Linked DNA regions of Drosophila melanogaster: region 2 is linked to region 1. Evidence: chromatin contacts called from public Hi-C data. All regions are on one chromosome and are shown on one strand. The core of a region is the stretch at or near the end of the contact, and the rest is flanking DNA. Distances in the headings are between cores, read along the strand shown. Region 1 holds the start of lap (like-AP180). Region 2 holds the start of CG1142.

Region 1 (5,580 bases), core at 2,836-5,335:
ATTTTTCAGTTGTTGTTAGCCAGCATGTAGTGTGCGGTATGTAGGTCAGTAAGCAGCGCATTTCGGTATTAATATTTTTGTTTTAGAGATTTTTGTTAAGTAAACAAAATTACAAATGATCAAGCCAAACGTTCGCGCGCATTCGCATGAGTTGAAAGAGAGAATGAGAGAGGAATGATCAAAATGTAGGTATTAGTTAATAATTTGAAATAGGTAAATCGATTGAATAGTCGATGGGTTTGAAACAAATTTGGGAGGCTTAAAAGGGAGGCTTCGTTATACCTTGTACAGTTCCTTTGTCCAGAAAGGAGCTGAGATTGAATGTAGAATTGCTAGAGGCAAGATATTGCATAAATCGCTGAAAAGATTTAGGAAAAACAATAGGAATGCTGTTAAATATTATTTAGATAATTATAAATCGCAATTAAATGGAGGGAACTATAAAAGTTGATGTGTTAAAAATTTAACATTTATTTATTTATTTTTCAGAGAAGACAACTTTTTATGTCACCAAAAAAATTACTAAGAAATAAAACTGAACGAACAAAAACTGAAAGTAAAATACCACACAACGATATACTTGGTCAGAGGTCATCCCAAAAGAGTAATTCTGCAGTAATAAGTTGCCATTAAAGGTACAAGAAGGAAAATAATAAGAATCTCATGATGTACGTGACCTATTCATCTGTATATTAAATCAAACAAAATAGATTACCTCATTTCGAACGCTTAAATGAAAGTAAAAATGTATTTGAAATACGCCCCTAAGCTTCGCACAAACACTAGATTCCGATAAATACACAAATACAAACCTCATTGCCATATGCCATCAGATGATGTGTGGTTATCAGCGACTTGTAGACGACGACCCAGTTGGCATTCTGTGAACGCTCGATAAGTAAATTGGCCAGATGAGGTATCGACACATTCGGCTCGTTTGTGCAGTGCACCAAATCTGCAATTAAATAAAGGTATGAAACTTATATTAACACAAAGCAACCACAAACTAATTTAACATTTTACATTGATTTAAAATAATAAATGAAAATCATTTTATTAAGCATAGCTTTATATTAGTTTCTTAACGCATATCCATACAGTAGATTAGAAAACAATAAAGAACGTTTTTTTTTTTTGTAATTTTCGGTTAGTGAACCATTTGCTCTTTTCCTTAATTTTGTACGTCCAACTCAACTTTACTTTTGGTTGCGATTAACTTTGACTTGATATTTATTTTCCCAAGCATTTATTGGAAAAATCAATCAGATTCGATATAACCGCCGACAACTATTAGTTATTATCCTCTAGATTTATTCAACAGTATATTTTTTTTACGAAAACTTAGTTCATATGAGCAAAACAACAAATGTTTACATGTTTAAGAAGCAACATAAAACTTTAAAAGTCAATTTATCTGTTCCAGAAACAAACAACGTTTCTGTAAAGATTATTATTATTATAATAACCGAACCTCCCATAAATTTAATCATCTTGTTTTTTGCGTCCCGTTATCGGTCGCGACTCTTAGTCGTTGTTTGCTTATCTGCGCTTTAAGCTTGCAGCCGCCATTCAAGCTAAATACTGACGGAAAAGTGTCGATGATAAGAGCTGAATCCCATTGTGTCTACTATCATGCGCTTCCATTTGAATCAATTCCCATTTCGGTTGGAAAGTGTTTGTCGCCGAGCAAGAAAAAATTGCATGGGATTCGAGGGGCGTTGCACATTTCACAAGCCATCGCAGATGTTCGCCGTCCTTTTGCTTCATTTTGTTTGGCTGACGGGCGCCAGGCCAGTGATTCATTTATACATAAATAAGAACAAATTTCAATAAACAGTAAATGTGGAAAATTGATCGGTCCTTGTAAACGAAACTGGTGAGTTTCTTAACGAGCACAGTGGCCTGGGGGTGTCACTTTATGACAAAACGTTGAAATCGCTGAGTAGTTAAGACATTTTGAATGAGTTATTTAGTTAAAATTCGTATCCGCCCTTTTTGAAATCTTCACTGATTCACATATATTTCGAAAATATTTACAGTGCTCGGATACCAAAAGCGATTGGCGACTTCTGTAGCGTAGTTATCGCTGGGGTCAATTCGCATGCTTATGCTCTTAAATACATAAATAAATAAATGTGTCGGGTATCGAGACTCCACTGTAGTGGGGGACCATTGATACTTAATTTTAATTATTATTGCCCACTTGTGTAGCTGGTTGAAATATTCTGGGATCTTTTCAATCGGTGTAAAGCTCATTAAGTGCTGTTGTTTCCGTGAACACACAACTGGTTTTATCATAGGACAAAAGTTGTTAACAAAAGAAAATAGAGAAAATAGGTAGAAGAAATATATTTCATGCTACCTGCTGACGTCTTGTAAAATGTACGGACTGACTTTTAACTCAGGTTTAATTTATTTAGACTTTTGGTAACTGAATTGAGCATAACGTTTTGGATAAAGTAATCAACTTGAATAAACAGCACATGTGGCCAAATTTTGGGTTATATTGGAAATTGGTTTGCGGCAACTGCAATACAATGTTTATGTGACAAGTAACGCCCCACAATATTGCCCTCTTTTATTCCCATTTACTCGTAGCCATATCTGATGAGTCATCTGAAAAGTGCCAACAAGCTAAATAAAAGGGGGTCAAAATGCGAGCAAAACTAGCCAAAAAAACAGATTCCAACGGGAATGAATGTCGTTAGGATATGGAGCTCTTTAGAAGTATTTGCAAAATTCAAACGTGTAAGCAAATCCAGCAAATTAGGGAAGACTCTTGCATAAATTTAACAAGCAATGACACCGTGACAAACACAATCCCTGCTTTCGTAGGCGTTTTAAGCCATTCAAAGCCCCTACAAACACACGTGCACCCGTGGGAAAGTGACGTAACATTAGAGAGAGAGAGAGAGTGTGTTGGTAGAAAGAGAGGGGAGTCCAATCAATGACGAACGGAGTCCACAAACACCAGCAGCTGAGCCACAGATGCAATTTGAGGGTGGTGGTTTGTGTTTGTGGGACTTTGTGGACCGTAATCAGTGGTTTCGTTTTCAGAAAACTTTGTGATTTATCGCACAAAAACAAAAGGCACGTGAAAATGGAGCGAGGAAGCCAAGAAACCCGAACTGGTTGCATCTGAATGTTGTTGCTAAATTACTTTTGCAGCGTACTAACTGTGCCGATGGTTTTTATATTTAGGCTACATTTAAATTTTTTATTTTCTTTGCTAATTTGTTAGGCACTCCTTACTTTAGTATATTATTCATTCCAATTTTTATTATTATTAAAATTTAAGTTAATTTCTAAACAGATTTTATTGCGACTTATGTTTGCAAATAAAAATAAATTAATTTTAAAGCGTTACAAAGTAACAATAATATTTTCGTGTGTTTGATGGGTACATTTCCACTAGTAGCACAAGGCTGTGCCTCTTTTCTCTCTGTGTTATAACAAGGAAATGTAACGGTGATTTACGCAATGAAAGACCAAGAGAGTGGGCAAGGGAAAGAGATAGACAGGGCAACTCACAGTCCAAGTGCTTCTTCTTCGGGCCAATGCATTCCTCCGTGGTGGCCTTGCAAACGGACTTGGCGAGTCCTTGGCCCGCAAGGCTGTGACGGGCGGCCAGCAGCCTGTCGTTGATCGTTTGCCCTGCCATGGTCATGATGAAGCTGTTGCTGTTGTTGTTTCTGCTGCCGCTCGCTGGTTTTTATTTACTTGATTAATTTAATTATGCACCAAAGGAGCTGACCACACCGACACACACACACACTCGAAAGCAGATACAGAGAGAGGGAGAGAGAGACACACACACACACGCGTATGGGGCGAGCGAGAGACAGAGAGGTATTGATTGATTGAGAATATTTCGAACGGGAAAACTCTGCTATGCGAGCCTCACGATTAAACTAACAGTAAAGATTTAGTGGTTCCTACGTCACAATCACTACACAATTTATCGCCGCGGTTTATGCGCTCTCTAACCGGTGCCTAACGCTGAAACGCGATTTTTTAATTCTCTATTTTTCCTCTGCCACAAATCGATAATGGCGACTGGCAAATGGAGCGAGCGTATGAGCAATGTCCTAAAGCGTCCACAAAGTGGAGCTAACGCGTGCAATCGACTTGAGTTTACGGCGTTAGGTGGGAAAATATCGATTGCCATAACGTAAGCGAATACGAAATAGCTGAACTTAGCTTTTACGATGTGTTCATATAAGTTCTGAAAATAAAAAAAAATAATGATAAATAAATAAATAAAAATATAAAATATTAAGATACTATAAATAAATCTTTTTTTATAACTTAGCACTTAAAATTCCCCAACAGCAGTTAAAAAGTAGCTAGATTTGTCGGAAGTGTAGCCAAACGTAACGTAAGCTAAGGGGCTGTCAACAGGAATTTTTAGTTTCGAGTAGGCGGTCATACTGGTCATTAAAATAAATAAAATTATACTAAAAAACAGTAGTTAGCACAATCAACAGTCTCGTAATAAAATTGTAAGATGTTGAATGGACAGATTGCACACAGTTATTTGGAGAACTCGTGCACGCTGATCATACCCCGCCCGCCTGTCCTGAATCAGTCCTCAAAGTCGGCCCAGCCAGCAGCAGCTGCTGCTGCTTCTTCTTCCGCTGGTGAGGAGTTTGGTCAGGAAGCGGGGTCGGGGTTGGCGGAAGCGGAGGCGTTGCATGTGGATCGCATAAGAAACTGCGATATATTCGTTGACGCGCACGATCTTTATTTCTACGCAGATGTTAAGCTGTACAAGTGAGTCACATCCGGCAATCTGTCGTGCCCATGGTGGGCCATGGTGGCGAAATTCCAGCGATATCATTGCGTACTTGTACTCCCTTTTCGGACAGATTCCACAGCCGTCGCACCTTCGACTTGCGAGAGCTGAAGACGCTGTTGATAAAGTTCAACACGACAGAGAATCACTACCAAATTTGCCTGCGCTGTCTGCCCCTAACAGCGGGTGCCCAGGAAGGACCCGGTGGAGAAAGAGGCGGAGGCGGTGGTACGGGGGATGCAGCCAAGCAGTGGAATAGTCGCAAAGAGTACATAGCCGCATTCCTGCACCTACCCACACTGAGTGCCAATTTGCCGGACAAGCAGCCTCTGGTGCAGGAATGGAAACTCAAACGAATCACCGATCAGTGCCAATTGCAGCTCGACGACCACGAGCGCACCTACAAGCTGACCAACAATTTTGGGTACGGCTATGCTAGCGAATACAGCGGACCGCTAGACCTGAGTGAGGTGAGTTCAATTGGTTAACCTGCTCTTCCGCGCACTAAACACAGATGTTTTCACAGTTGGACAGAGCCACGTGCCGCGTGTCGGAGCCACATCGCATGAGCCCCATCCAAAGGCGGCAAGAGCGCGTGGTCGATGAGATGAAGCGCTTTTCCCGCGAGCAGTACAAAATAAATTTTGTGGAGCTACAGGTTCCGTCCGGTCACCAGAATCCTTTACGCTACAAACCGAAAATCTACGAGACTTCCATGACCCAGGAGCAAGCGCATCTGCTGCACAACATCAGCCGAATGCAGACACGGGAGCAGCAGCCGTGCG
Region 2 (4,953 bases), core at 646-3,145, 290 kb before region 1:
TTGTGTCTCAACTGTGTGAATATTGAGGTCTTTATGGAGTGTAGAGTTACGTACATGCGCGATTTTGCATCACCTGGATACGTTTATAATTCGATTTGGTCGCAATTCCCCAAATCATTTATGTTCCTACTTCACTTATTTTATTTTTATAGTGTTCGATGTACGGATTCTTCACTTAATAAATAATAATTTAAAAAAAAAATTCTATTCATATTATTTTAACTAATTTAAAAATTACATCTTTTTCTGAACACATATTACAAAGGGTACAAATCTATAAATGCATTTGATTTTCTTGTTTGTTTACCTACCGCTGTATGGCACACATATAAAAATATGTATCAGCAAACTCATGCTGTCATTCCACTTTGAAGAATCTTTCGTTTGCTCGAGCCCAGCCGAGGGCAATTCAGGAATATATACTTCCTATTGTTATTTTTTTACCATTCTGCATTTCTCAGTCATTATGAAACAATTTAAATTTCTTACATAGAAACTATACTTTTGATTTCACAGGCTTTTAAAGCAACGTTCATACACGGGTATGCATAAGCAATGGCAAAACCCACCCCGATTTGGTTTGCCATACAGCACGTTTGCCCGACTGCCAGCTTGTAATTCCCAAGTGCTTATTTGGTCAAATACTCGTATAAATACGATATCTGCTTCCCGTTACTTCGGAAGTGTATTCTGTGATTGTTCTGTACATTGATCGATATTCAGGTAACTGCATCTGCTTATCAGATCTGTTCAGAGCCGACCCTCCGTCACACCTTTGTGTTTCCCAGTAATTCTGCCTGGCGTTGCCGTGGCTCCTCGTTCGGATCGGCTTTCCGCTGCCTTCCACTGGATGACGACGGGTTATCCGGCGGTCGACGCACGGTCATGCACCCCCGATCCGTCGCCCCCACCACCCCGCGGATTCTGGTCTCGACCGGAAGCCGTATTGGGCGGGGACGGGCGGCGGTCCGGTGCTGAAGCCGGCGACAGTTGCCCGAGTCAGCCACTTTCAAAATTTGTTGGTTAAGTAACTTAGTAGCTTAGCTTCGGATTTTCGTAACAAATTTGCTGTTCAGAACACTTCCATGTACGCGGCATTGCCGAGCAATTTGCCCATTCTTTTGCTGCAGCGAACTACGTTCCAATATTTATTTATTATTTATTTTGTTATTAAAATGCATATTTATACAACTTATTATTTGAAAGTAACAATTTCTTTTTTTACAGTGAAACTAGAACTCTCAAAAATAGAACCCCAAATGCATTTTTGCTCGTAACAGGCAAACGGTATCTTGATACTAATATACGGGCATGTGTAGCATTACGGATTTCGAAGAGTATTTCTACTAGTTTTTAAGTTTTGAGATTTTTAATGCATATCGATTTCATGAATAAAGTTTCCTTCCAAAAACTAAATATGTATTTCTACTTATACTCAATAATCTCTTTTCCATGAGCATTGCAATATGACGACTATTACCAAGCAATTTAGAAGCATTGGCACATTTAGGCAGTATTCAGCTATTAGGTCCACCAAGCACGAAGTTATCGGTCCTCGCACTCGGAACTGATGTTTTATGTGGAGGTTTACTTAATTGTACGTTCAAAATTGCTTAAGCAACTAATTGTTATACCTTAACAAAGAAAAAATAAAAATTGGGGGTATTCCATTAGGTTGTAAGTCGGTTGTGAATTTTTGAATTTAAACCTTTAGATCAAATGTACTTGTCAGAAAAATTAAATTAGAACACAAATTTTTTTAAACTAAAAGTAATTTAAGTAATAAATGTTCAGGAATGCCCTTGCCAAGAGCTAGTATTTTCCAAATTACATGCAGTGCATTTAGTATATTTTTGACAGTCGACCTGTGAGTGTGTGTGCTACTACTACACGGTCACACTGTTTGTATGTTATAAACAAGCGTGGTTGCCGCACAAAATGGATTCTATTTTTCTGGTAGACACAACAGGACGCCAGGAATTCAATGGCGAGCAGCAGCAAAAGAAGATTGTGTACAACAAAGAGCTGCTCCTGACAGAAAGTGACGCGCACAGCGAGGAGGACGAGGAACAAAATGAGGGCGCAGTGGAGCTCTTTGGCCTAAAGTTGAACTCCAAGGAAGTGCTCGATGTCGTGAATTCCCTGCCTGACCGAAAGAAGCCGGTATCCAAGGTTGCCAAGCAGCTGGAGGACCTCTGCGAAAAGGTCGAGAGTGCAGTGGAGAACTCCAGCAAACCGAAAGTAGTGCCCCGGAAGCGGGTAACAGAACTGAACCACGATGCTCCGCATCTGGACCTGCGGCAGGAAAACCTGGAAAGTAATATGAAGAGGACGAAACAGGCCTTGAATCCAGGACTAGAACAGGCGCATGCACTGCCCACCGTGGGAAAGAGGCAGCAACCCATCATCAACAGAGTGAGTGTGAAGCGATTTGTTCGTACAAACAGCCCTTTTGCCCATGATGAAATATTCGACATCGGAGTTTGCGCATTGGCGACAAGACCTAAGGCTCAGACTCTAGCAAATCTAGTTTCATCCGTTGTAATCTTTGCTGCTGCACTCCAGAATTTGCAGTGGCCGTAAGGCCAGCGGGACACCAACAGCCAGGGATCAAGACTATTATCTGTCATTGAGTCCTAGACAGATAGTTTAGTCTCTGGTTTACAGAACACCCAAATGGAAATGAAACACGCGCTTTTGTCGACCCAGGAGCCAGTTAGGTCTAAGCTGTTTGTCATGGTGACGACGTCTTTAGTAATCTGAGCGCAACATATTGGAAATTTCAGACCCTACCTTGCTTTTATTTTTAATCGCCTTCCTTTTTTCAGGCTGAACGCTCAAAGACCAAGGGCAAGGGATGGTTTAATCTGCCCGCCACAGAGATCACCGACGAGATGCGAAACGAACTGAAAATAGTTCAGATGCGATCGGTTCTGAACCCTAAGCAATTCTACAAGAAGAACGACCTTAAGAGTCTGCCCAAATTTTTCCAAATCGGTACTGTGCTACCTTCGCATTTGGATCACTACCAAGAAAAGAAGTCCAAGAAGAAGCAGTCGCTGGTAAATGAGTTGTTAGAAGACGAGAGCTTCCAGAAGTTCAACAAGAGGAAGTTCAACGAGGTTATTAAGCGCACAGACAAATACGCCTATCGGAAAAACTTGAAGAAAATGAAAAAACTTAAGAAAAATAAATAAATATAAAATATTTTAAAACCTAACTTACTCGTCTCTATATTTTATTTGAACTTAAATAATGATGGGGTAAATAGTCAAGTCAGAAAGTAGTCACTCCAGAGATCGTGGAGTATCGCAAGATCCGTATGGTTAGTACCTTTCTGCGAAATAGAGGAGTTTATTTTATGTTCTCTTCCTTTGGCCAAATATTTAAAAATCATATTCCTCAGTAAGATTCTTTATATTGTGTGTATTAACAATATTTTTGACAAACTAAATTGATAACTTTATTCTAAATTGTTATAAGTGAACGAGGAAAGTTTCTTTTTAATTTTATAACCAATCTTTGAATCATGTCTTCCATCTAGTTTCCGTAGTGTAGCGGTTATCACGTGTGCTTCACACGCACAAGGTCCCCGGTTCGAACCCGGGCGGGAACAGAAAGATTTTTTATAACAATTTTTATATATATTTTTTAATGACTGTGTTTTAATTTCGTTTAACTTAAATTTATGATTTCAAAGTAGAAGAACAGATCGATAAATTTCATATAAAGCTGGTCAAGAAGTAAATGTTGAAAAGTGGTGAATTAAGGTATACTTTCAGGCATCATCTCTTAATAACCCAAAATCGGCGCACCGGCATCCCTTGGTGAAAATGCACCCATTACAACGTACAAAAACCAACTTTTTAAAATTTTATTTGCCAAATCCACTAAAAGACAGGGTTTTATTGGAAGCCCCCGTACCACAGCCGAACGCAGCAAGGTACCTTGGAGTGCTTCTGGATCGCAGACTCACATTTCCCAAGCATGTGACTGACATCAGAACACGCCTACGTGCTAAGTTGGCGAAGCACTACTGGCTACTTTGTTCGCGCAGTAAATTGTCGCTATCCAACAAGCTGACAATTTACAAACAGATATTAGCACCAAACTGGAAGTATGGATGCCAAATCTCGGGCTTGGCATGCGACAGCCAAATAAAAAGGATCCAGGCTATTCAAAATAAGGTAGCAAGACTCATCACCGGCTGCGAGTGGTTTGTGCGAAACACCACCCTGCACAGAGACCTGAAACTCGCAACGGTATTTGACGAGATAAACCAGCACTCGAGCAGGTACCATGACAGGCTGGAGCGCCACAGAAATCGGCTGGCCAGCGCTCTTAACAGATCTCGCCCACCAAGGAGGCTCAACAGAAGGCAACCGAGGGATCTCATTACCCGATCTCCTTTGACAAGGGTCAGCAGAGGCTGACGCTTATCAAAAAACCTATTTGTTATATGTGTTTGTTATGTACTGTATTATTATTGTAAACTAGAAAAAGCTAACTGTAGTTAGCCGGCGCGCCCAAATGGGCAGAAATAATAGAAAAGAAGGACCCAAAGGGGCTCCAAGATTTCCCCGTATGCCTTAAAAAATAAATTTAATTATAAAAAAAAAAAAAAAAACAGCCCCCCTTCACGAAACTTGTAATGCCTCGTGGTGCACCAGAAACAACATTAATTTACATTTATTTACTGTATCAGCTGGCTGCTATTGGACGGCAACTTTGGCGCACTTTGCATTTTTATTGCACAACATCCGGTTGCAAGGACTTTTTGCAGCATTCAACTGTGAGAGATTCCGGCGGACGGGACGGCAACCCCAAGTCGGCCCCAAAGGGCCATTACCACAGTGTCGGCGAAGCTGCAATTACAAACAGTTGTTCAACTGCTTGACTTAAAATGCAGCGGGCCAGTGGCTTGAATCGGGAATGTCCCGAACCCCAGTTGGA

Evidence for each region. A called contact is a pair of places that touch in the nucleus more often than the background predicts.
Region 2: a contact with region 1 is called in a Hi-C map of the Kc167 cell line, with 2.8 times the contacts expected there. A contact is called at or near these places in 4 of 107 Hi-C or Micro-C datasets (the Kc167 cell line and the S2 cell line) and 1 of 7 datasets of targeted methods (the Kc167 cell line).

Annotation. Positions count from the first base shown.
Region 1 is chr3R:7,185,499-7,191,078 of dm6, reverse strand. It overlaps lap (like-AP180), which reads right to left and starts at 4,085. Exons shown (of 11, transcript NM_079528.3): 1 at 3,532-4,085; 2 at 813-955; 3 at 283-358. The coding sequence starts at 3,667. CG10055 reads left to right here and starts at 4,406. Exons shown (of 3, transcript NM_141446.2): 1 at 4,406-4,773; 2 at 4,869-5,265; 3 at 5,322-5,580. The coding sequence starts at 4,508.
Region 2 is chr3R:7,470,723-7,475,675 of dm6, reverse strand. It overlaps CG1142, which reads left to right and starts at 1,895. Exons shown (of 2, transcript NM_176415.3): 1 at 1,895-2,415; 2 at 2,829-3,218. The coding sequence starts at 1,939. The coding sequence ends at 3,197. scaRNA:MeU5-C46 (small Cajal body-specific RNA : MeU5-C46) reads left to right here and starts at 2,454; the gene lies at 2,454-2,769. snRNA:7SKa (small nuclear RNA 7SK a) reads left to right here and starts at 680; the gene lies at 680-1,123. tRNA:Val-CAC-2-3 (transfer RNA:Valine-CAC 2-3) reads left to right here and starts at 3,544; the gene lies at 3,544-3,616.